3 separate regions of the Sus scrofa genome follow, and regions 1 and 2 are each linked to region 3. The links are chromatin contacts, called in public Hi-C maps. All regions are on one chromosome and are shown on one strand. The core of a region is the stretch at or near the end of the contact, and the rest is flanking DNA. Distances in the headings are between cores, read along the strand shown. Region 1 holds the start of MAML3 (mastermind-like protein 3). Region 2 overlaps MAML3 (mastermind-like protein 3). Region 3 overlaps MAML3 (mastermind-like protein 3).

Region 1 (2,799 bases), core at 79-2,578, 410 kb before region 3:
TTAACCCACTGAGCCAGGCCAGGGATAGAACCTGTGTCCACATGGATGCTAGTGAGATTTGATTCTGCTGAGCCACGATGGGAACTCCCTATTTTAATTTTTTCACAATTATGTATTTGCAATGGGTTAAGTCCAGACTCAAGGATATTGTATTTGATCCTTAATTGTTGTTGGTGATATTTTTGATAATATCAGAAAGATAGTGGAAAGTTTAGATTACTCTCTCTGGTTGCCACTCCATTTTAATTGTACTTATGGTGAATTCATTTAAACAGAAAGAAATATATCTAGCAATAAAGTCAGCCTGTTATTTTTGCTTGTTTTTGTTTTGACAAACTGTGAAATGCTGTGTTTTTCCTATAGTTCTAGTCCATGAAATCTGCAATCTTTCCACCTGATTTACGAAGGACCCTTAATTACTGCTGTCATTAGCACCTAGTGTTCAAAACAGTCTGTTAAAATGTACTGTTAGTCTCACCTCCAAGTCCCTGTTTGCTTTATTTTAATTTTTCTTCCAAGTAAGTAAAACAATAATTGCCCTAATAACAGCAGTCATTATGTACCGCGCATTAAATAATATTCCAAGTTCTTTGTTGCCTATTTCTTTTTGTTCAGGATTTGGCATTTGTGTGTTAAGATGGCCTAGAGTTTGAACGCGTGTTCATAAGCAGCGTTACTACAATTCAGGACTTACTACCTGGGTTTTACAAACAAACGAGCCACTCATTTGCCTTTTTCTTTCCACATGGATAGGGATGACAGACAACTGCTGTGAAGCTTCAGTGTTTCTGCCTGATCATGCACGGTTCTGCAATATAATGCATAAATGTATAACAACAACTTGGGCTCTCTTGATACCTCGCTTGGAATAAGGAAATCCAGCCAGCCGGGCGCGTCCCTGGCCGTGCGCGCACGCGTGCTCGCGCGCACACACATATATACACACGCGCGCACGCACACAGACACAGGCGCGCGCGCACACGCACACACACACACACACACACACACACACACACACAGGTCAAAAGTTGATGCGTTCCCAAGATCCCTCAGAATCTTTCTTTCTCTGTTTTCTGGCAGCGCCGGCTTCCCAGTCCCGGTAGTAGGGAGGTTGGGGGCGTGGAAGGGCGGGGAGGACGAGCGGAGGGAGGCGGGAGCCGGGTGCCTGTGCGCGCCGCGCCCGCTCCAGCCGGGTGAGAGTCCGGGCCGGGTTTTGCGCGGTGTCCCCGGGCCTGTCTCACGGCCTCCAAGCCGCCGCCGCTGCCGTGTTTACTGAGCTCGCGCGTCCTGATATCACTCCGCTGGCATGGAGGAGGAGGAGGAGGTGGAGGAGCGAGAGGAGGAGGCGGCGGCGGCGGCGGCGGCGGCGGCGAGCAGTTGATCATTGTGATGGTGGCAGGAGCAGCGGCGGCAGCGGCAGCCCAGCCGAGCGTTAGGGGCTGCTCTCCGCGCGGCGTTTTGCAAAGGACTTCACCGATCTACTTTTGCAGTCGCCTCGGACTGTCCATGTGTTTACTTCCCCCAGCCCGAGGATTCGATATCTAGGTTCCTGTGAAATGCAACTGAGCAGCCAAAGTACTTTGAGAACACGGGGCGGCATAAACACCAAAACTTTTTTGTGGAAGGAAAATGCAATAAGCAAGCTTGCCGTTTTCCGATGCGGTGTGGAGTGAGTGTGTGTCGCGCGTGTCCGCACTGGAGGCATATGCTTGTGTGTGTACATGGGGTGTGTTTTTCGGTACGTAGGGAGAAAATGCTTGCCAACTACCGGAAATCTCCTGGAATTTATTAGAAAATAATGGATTATAAAAAGAAGGCAGGCGAAGAGCGGATCTCCCCTTGAGTTGCAACCCGATTTGCTGCTGGCTCAGTTTGTTGTGATTCTTTTTGTTGATAGGTGTCTGATGGTATTCTGATAACACCCCCCTCTTTTTCCCCCTCGAGCTTTACAGTTTAAAAAAGGAAACAAAAAAACCACCCCAAAATCTCTCCCCCTTTTTTTCGCCCGGCCGGGATCGCTGTTTCCATCCATGTGCTTGCGTCTCCCCCGCGTTCCACTTAAACTATTTTAATCCTTGGACCCAAGGAGAAGGCTGATAGGGGGTGGATAAAAAAAGTTCTTCCAAAATAGTGTGCCCGGGGAGCAGGATGGGGGATTTCGCAGCCCCCGCTGCCGCCGCGAATGGCAGTAGTATTTGCATCAACAGTAGCCTGAACAGCAGCCTCGGCGGGGCCGGGATCGGTGTGAATAATACTCCCAATAGTACTCCCGCTGCTCCGAGTAGCAATCACCCCGCTGCCGGCTGCGGTGGCGGCGGCTCCGGGGGCCCCGGCGGCGGATCGGCGGCGGTCCCCAAGCACAGCACAGTGGTGGAGCGGCTCCGCCAGCGCATCGAGGGCTGCCGGCGGCACCACGTCAACTGCGAGAACAGGTACCAGCAGGCTCAGGTGGAGCAGCTGGAGCTGGAGCGCCGGGACACCGTGAGCCTCTACCAGCGGACCCTGGAGCAGAGGGCCAAGAAATCCGGCGCCGGCACCGGCAAGCAACAGCACCAGAGCAAACCCCAGCAAGATGCGGAGGCTGCCTCGGCGGAGCAGAGGAACCACACGCTGATCATGGTGAGGGCGCGCTGGCAGCGGGCATGGGGCGCGCGCGTGGGGGGGGGGAGCTTCTTACACGGGGGCACGGGGATCTGATTTGCAAGGCGGGTGAGGTGGGCTGAAGCCGAAGGGTTAACGTCAACTTTCCTGAGCTAAAAGCTGCCGTCGCCGCTACCTGTTAATCTGTCAGGGTTGTCA
Region 2 (2,903 bases), core at 84-2,583, 370 kb before region 3:
CCAGTGAGTAAAGGATCCAGCATTTCTGTGAGCTGTGGTGTAGGTCGCAGACGAGGCTCAGATCTGGCATTGCTGTGGCTGTGGCATAGGTCAGCAGTTAGAGCTCAGATTTGACCCCTAGCCTGAGAACCTCCATATGCTGTGGGTGCAACCCTGAAAAAGCAAAGAAAAAAAGAGAGAAAGAAAGAAAATTACACAACTGATTGAATTTTTCCGTTAGGAGGCTCAGCCTCAGTTTCCTCTCAGACCACCTTTTTCTGGCTTCCAATGAGGACTGTGAAGGAATAGCATCAATATAGGCAAAGGATGGCCAGGAAAGAGAAGACCTGTCCACCAGCCACCAAACAATTAAAGTGGCTGTGTTACCCAGGCCTTTGGCTCATCAGGCTTTCCATGCTTGTTGTGTAATGTACATAATGCCATGTTTAACACATCGTGTGGGTAATGTTCGTTCATAACTATAATGTTTTGACAGCTGGCTAAATGTTTTATGGCTGTGGTTTTTAGAATTTAGCCTAAATAGAACATTTCGGGCTCATTCTGACAGGTGTACAAATACTCCTCTAAGAATTAATTTGTTATCTGTGAACATTATGTTGCTTCCGTCCTTTTGTGGGTTGGTATTTGTCCCATCATATGAAATTGCTTCGTCTTAATGGGAGAGTTTTTGGTTAACCATGAAGCTCGGTACCACTTCCTATAACTTTGTTGCTGGTTAATGAGTAGTTGATGGGCATGATTTTATTTCTGTGAGAATGACCGAAGTTAAAGAAGGGTTAGCCATCTTACCAGGAGCTGAGTGCCTGCACCTGAAGGGTTATCTTTTCCTGTGCATTTTTTGCTCTTTGTAATTTGCTTTTCAAGTCCACGTGACTTCTGACTTTGTCTTTAAGTTTAATGACTCTTTCTCCTAAGTGCTTTTCTCCACAAGATTTTTCCACAAAAGTGTTTGTTGGTCAAAGTTCACTTTTTAATGCTCTAAGAATGAGCCTTTCCTCAAAGATGTGGTTGTACCCAGCACTAAGAATGTGTGGTACTGGGAGTTCACTGGTGATTCAGCAGGTTAAGGATCCTGCTTGTTGTTCACTGCTGCAGCGCAGGTTTGATCCCTGGCCAGGGAAATTCCGCATGCCCAAGGGTGTGGCCAAAAAGAAAAGAAAAGAAAAAAGAAGCGAAAAAGAATGTGCAGTACTGAATCCAAAAGTCGGACAAGCAAGTATTCACTTATATTATTGGAGTGTGAAGCAGAGGGGTTGACAAGTACTGGGAAGAATGACCGAGGGCCAGTTGTCCACACGGAAGTCCTCTGCTTCCTTGTTTCCACCCTTGGGAGCTGTCACGCCATTCAGTGTCACTGTAACTGCCACATACTGCAGGGGCACATACACTGATACCTGTGTAAGGATTGTAGAGGCAGTAATGCACTGCCTTCAGAATAGGCCAAGATTGGGAAATTTTGCCAATTTTCATTCTCAGATTTTTAAGAATCCTAAGATGGTATCCAGTGAACTCGACCTGTTTCTGTACCCCTCTTGCTGGCTGGTGCATTCTTCCGGCACAGGGACGGTTCACACACAGCTACGTTTATACGAGTCACAGCGTCCTCCTTCTCCCACCCACCCCCCCTTCCCACTTAAGGTTTCTTTTAGTTTTTGCAAAGCAGCCATGTGAGAGGAATAAAATAATTTTGAAGAGCATTATATGGTGGGAATTTTGACAATGAGTGGAAGATGGTAATTACTCTCTTCCATTAGACTCAGTGGCTTTGGACAGATAAGCTGTATTGAAACGTGTGACCAGGGCATGGGATCATGGATTGTCTTTCACTGTTGTCATGGCGACAGTGATGCAGGTGGCCTATAACTGCCGGGCTGTCAGATCTTATACATCAAACTGGTGCTAAGTGAAAATATGTTAGAGGCATTGGGGAAAAAAACTGCCAGCAGTGTTTATAGGATCAGCTGGGGAAAAGCTAGCCTAGTTGAAGAAAAGATTTCCGTTAAAAGCTCTAGGTGGTTGCGAAGAAATTGGAGTTTTTACTTTTTATTAATAAGAGGAGCGTGGACTATTAAAAGAAAAAAAAATGGCTTTCTGGGTGTTGCACTGCTGTCTTCGTACACATAATTAGCACAATGCCTTTCTGCTTCCCCTTTGAGCTAATGTGATAATGCAGTGGCTTCAGGAGAGGCAACGAGACACCGTGTGGTCCAGAAGCTTTGCTTGGGCGCTAGGGAACCCGTGGTGCACACTGCAAGAGGTTTGAATCCTTTTTCTGGAAAGCTTCACGAATTTTTGTTAGTAAGAAGTGGTAAGAAAGCACTCTGGTGGGATTCTGATACAGCGTGCTTTAAGTATTATGTAGAATGTTGGATGGCACTCAGCTATGCATATTGGAGTCAATCTGTTTGAATGTAAGAGCAGAGGTTCCATTCAAATGTGGAGAGGTTCCTCTGTGTCAAGCTCTATGATCACACCTATTTTTTTCTTTTCTTTTTCTTTTTTAATCTTTTCTCCTCTTCTTTTCTCAGTGTTTTCTGTCTTTCCTCAAAAATTTATAAATGGGAGTTCCCGTCATGGCGCAGTGGTTAACGAATCCAACTAGGAACCATGAGGTTGCAGGTTTGATTCCTGGCCTTGCTCAGTGGGTTAGGGATCCGGCATTGCCGTGAGCTGTGGTGTAGGTCGCAGACGCGGCTTGGATCCCGCGTTGCAGTGGCTCTGGCATAGGCCAGTGTCTACAGCTCTGATTGGACCCCTAGCCTGGGAACCTCCATATACCGTGGGAGCGGCCCTAGAAAAGACAAAAAAAAAAAAAAAAAAAAATTATAAATGCCTTGAACTGAAACCCTCAACTGCTAAGCAACAAAGAATATAACCTCTGTGTGTGTGTGTGTGTTTATGTA
Region 3 (3,001 bases), core at 104-2,603:
TCCCCATCACGTCCTCCAGCTCCCGGCCCTTCCGTTTCCTTCCACGGCTTCCCCCACCCCCCACGTGAGATCTCGCTCTCCTCGGGCTGGAAGCAAAGTCGGTAATAAGAAACCAGTTCAGTGTCAGTCGGAGATGGGGGTGGGGGGAGATAACCCCAGAGATACAGGGCAATGGAGAGAGAACTCATTTTGTGTAAAGAGGGCCTCCAGTCACCAGGGAATTCCTGGATTGTCTCAGGCTGTCGTGTGTGATGTCCATCACGCCATGCGAACACCATCTGCTCGATATTATGCTCTCAGTTGCCAGGCTACCTGCTGTACGCAGTAACACTTGACTGCCTGGCTCCACGCTCGCAGCGTTAGCCCAGACGCGCGGGGCGGGGGGACGGGGTGGGGGAGGAAGGCGAGTCATGATTAAGCCATCTGCAAGCTGGGGGTGGGGGACACGCCGCGCGGGCGGAGCGGGCGGAGCAGGCGGGCTGGCAGCGAGGGCCGGGCTGACACCACCATCTGCTGGGGCAGGAGGAGAACAGCAGCTGCGTTCTTGCCGGAGGAGAACACCTGAAAAAAGACTGAAGCCCTAGGCTGCCTCCAGCCACTTCGCAAAGTCCGGGCACCCTCTCATCCCCGCCGGCCGCCTTTTGCCGTCCCCCGCCGCCCTCCATCCCCAAGGAGCTAGTCATCGTTGGTTTGCCGCCAGCAACCCCGGCCCTTCTCACCCAAATACTCTGCATGTTCTTGAAAACACATAAGAGAAATAAAGCTTCCCTACGCACAGATTTATAAATAAACAGCTGGCTGCTCTTGAGAGATATTTTTACCACAGCTGTTTTTTTGAAGTAGAAAACTGCTTCTTTGGGGAAGGTGGGGTGTTTTTTACACCTCCTACCTCTCTCCAGCCCTTAGAAAATTGCAGGGATCTTTTCCCTGGAGGAGAAGATACGTAAAATAGGTTCCTTGGTTTTGATTCCCCCCCCACCTTTATTTTAGTGAAGCATGAGAGCTTTGGGGAGTAATGAAGATCTATGTATTCAATTGGATTTCTGAGGGGAAGAGACGGAATTAAGATTCTGGGTAGAAGGCAAGGGAGGTCGTTGGGCCGGGGGTGGAGTAGAGAACAAGCTAGTAATTAAAACTAAAAATACTGCATCATTTGGCTTCAAGGCATTACATTTCTGGTGACGAAAGCTCAGCCTGGTTTTTCTCTAATTGCACACCCAGTGTGTGTCCTCCTTAGAAACAAGAGCAGTGGCTTGAAATCCTGAAATTCTCCAGACTATTGCTCATTAAGCCTTCTCAGACTGGAGGTTAAAAGCCACCATGTCATATGAAACAGCTAATGGCCTCACCAGCTCAATTTGTAAGGTGAGTCACTCCGTGCATGTGTCTTTGCACTGGGCTCACACCCCTGAGCCTGGGGCTCTAGGTGTCACTGCTGTTGAAGCAGCAGAGCTGGTTGGGAAAGTCCTACAGCTGGATCAACCTCGGATCACGGATGTTGCACATAGCCCAGGAGTCCCTGTCGTGGCTCAGTGGTTAATGACTCTGACTAGGAATCATGAGGTTGCAGGTTTGATCCCTGGCCTTGCTCAGTGGGTTAAGGATCCGGCTTTGCCGTGAGCTGTGGTGTGGGTCACAGATGCGGCTCAGATCCTGCGTTGCTGTGGCTCTGGTGTAGGCTGCCAGCTACAGCTCTGATTAGACCCCTAGCCTGGGAACCTCCATATGCCTCGGGAGCAGCCCAAGAAAAGGCAAAAATACTAATAAATAAATAAATAAATAAGTACATGGCCCTTGTCTAAAGGTCTTCAGTGAGAAACCTGAAGGCAAAACTTTTGGGTGGGAATCATTTGGAGAAATACATAATCCAGGGAAGCAGTAAGCAGACTATCACTTTGGGAAGGTATTTCCCCCACCGTGCTTTTCAGGTACAGGTCTCCTTCCCCAACCCTGGGGCCCCCATGTGAACGCAGAGCATTCCTGTGAAACCTTTCCTAAGCCGGAATGGCTTAAAGCCAAGAAGAGGCAAGTGCCTTAGGACATGTCTTGCTAAGAATGTGCAAAATAAATAAAGGGCAGATGCTCTCGCACAATCCAAAGCTCTGGCAGCTTGATGCTGAGATGCTGAGTGTAGTTCCTGGGGAAGGAGCCTGGTGGCGCCACTCCTGCTGCTGGGGCTGCCAGCTGCCTCTGTAATCATTCTCTGCAAAACAAACACTGAACACTATGTTAAATTTTCACCTTTTCTTCATAAAAGCAGAAGTCCTCTTCAGATGTCTTTTGGTTAGCAAAACAGGTACCAGTGTCGGGCTTTGGTAAAAGCAAAGTGGCGTAAAGTGAACTTTCAGAAAGTGGGGGATTTCTTTTTGGTCCGGGAAGACAGGGGCCAGAAGTGCTTAGATGATGCTACATCCTGACCTCGTTTGCCTTGATCTTTCTTTCTGGTGCAGAGAAGGCTGGGGAGGCCACACATCGCTACCTGCCACTCCCGGGCAAGCTCACAGGTCTCACAGGACCAGAATCTCTCAAAGTGCACAAAGATAAACAGGGCCAGCCCAGGCCAGGCCTCTCATAAAATCAGGCTGAAGAAAACCAGATCTTCCCTTGGGTCTCATTTTCTTTCCTGCTCTCTCCTCCTTATCAAAATTGGAAAATATCAAATATACTGAAGTACACAGTAAAAAACCCCATATAACTGTGTTTTTGCTGATTGGTTAATTACCTATACCTCTGTTGTGACTCCGCTTGTTAAAGCGTTAGCTCAGTCAACCATTTGTCTCCAGAGGTGGCAAGAAACAGCTTTATCCCATTGGAAGGAAGGGTAAGGTAAAAACAGGTAGCAAGTCTAGGGTGGAAAGAAAAGAGTGAAATATCTTGCCCTCAGCAGGGGTCAGTCATGAAGTAAACTTTTGGGTAGCATAAAGTTGCAGGCATTGTTGAGTAGAAGGTCTTTTTTATGAACATAAATATTTCGTAGCTCTCTAATAATTGTCTCTACAGA

The links. Hi-C and Micro-C count contacts between places; a contact is called where the count stands out from the background.
Region 1: a contact with region 3 is called in a Hi-C map of embryonic fibroblasts, with 3 times the contacts expected there. The contact joins the promoter of MAML3 here to the enhancer-like site in region 3. A contact is called at or near these places in 4 of 5 promoter capture datasets (fetal skeletal muscle, liver and skeletal muscle), 16 of 47 Hi-C or Micro-C datasets (adipocytes, alveolar macrophages, brain and 11 more) and 1 of 2 datasets of contacts at active chromatin or transcription factors (skeletal muscle).
Region 2: a Hi-C map of embryonic fibroblasts shows a contact between it and region 3, with 2.6 times the contacts expected there. The contact joins two enhancer-like sites. A contact is called at or near these places in 1 of 47 Hi-C or Micro-C datasets (embryonic fibroblasts) and 1 of 2 datasets of contacts at active chromatin or transcription factors (skeletal muscle).

Annotation. Positions count from the first base shown.
Region 1 is chr8:86,878,025-86,880,823 of Sscrofa11.1, forward strand. It overlaps MAML3 (mastermind-like protein 3), which reads left to right and starts at 1,329. Exons shown (of 7, transcript XM_021100677.1): 1 at 1,329-2,619. The coding sequence starts at 2,149.
Region 2 is chr8:86,919,003-86,921,905 of Sscrofa11.1, forward strand. All of the region lies in intron 1 of MAML3 (mastermind-like protein 3), which reads left to right. Among named protein-coding and RNA genes, the nearest start is that of MAML3, 41 kb to the left of the region's middle. Within about 2 kb of position 1,334, at least 18 of the 83 cell types and tissues checked have an H3K27ac peak or open chromatin away from gene starts, as enhancers often do. A contact at or near this core is called in embryonic fibroblasts, where this site is marked.
Region 3 is chr8:87,290,843-87,293,843 of Sscrofa11.1, forward strand. The region is part of intron 4 of MAML3 (mastermind-like protein 3); the gene reads left to right. Among named protein-coding and RNA genes, the nearest start is that of MGST2, 100 kb to the right of the region's middle. Within about 2 kb of position 1,354, at least 56 of the 83 cell types and tissues checked have an H3K27ac peak or open chromatin away from gene starts, as enhancers often do. A contact at or near this core is called in brain, embryonic fibroblasts, epiblast stem cells and 5 more, where this site is marked.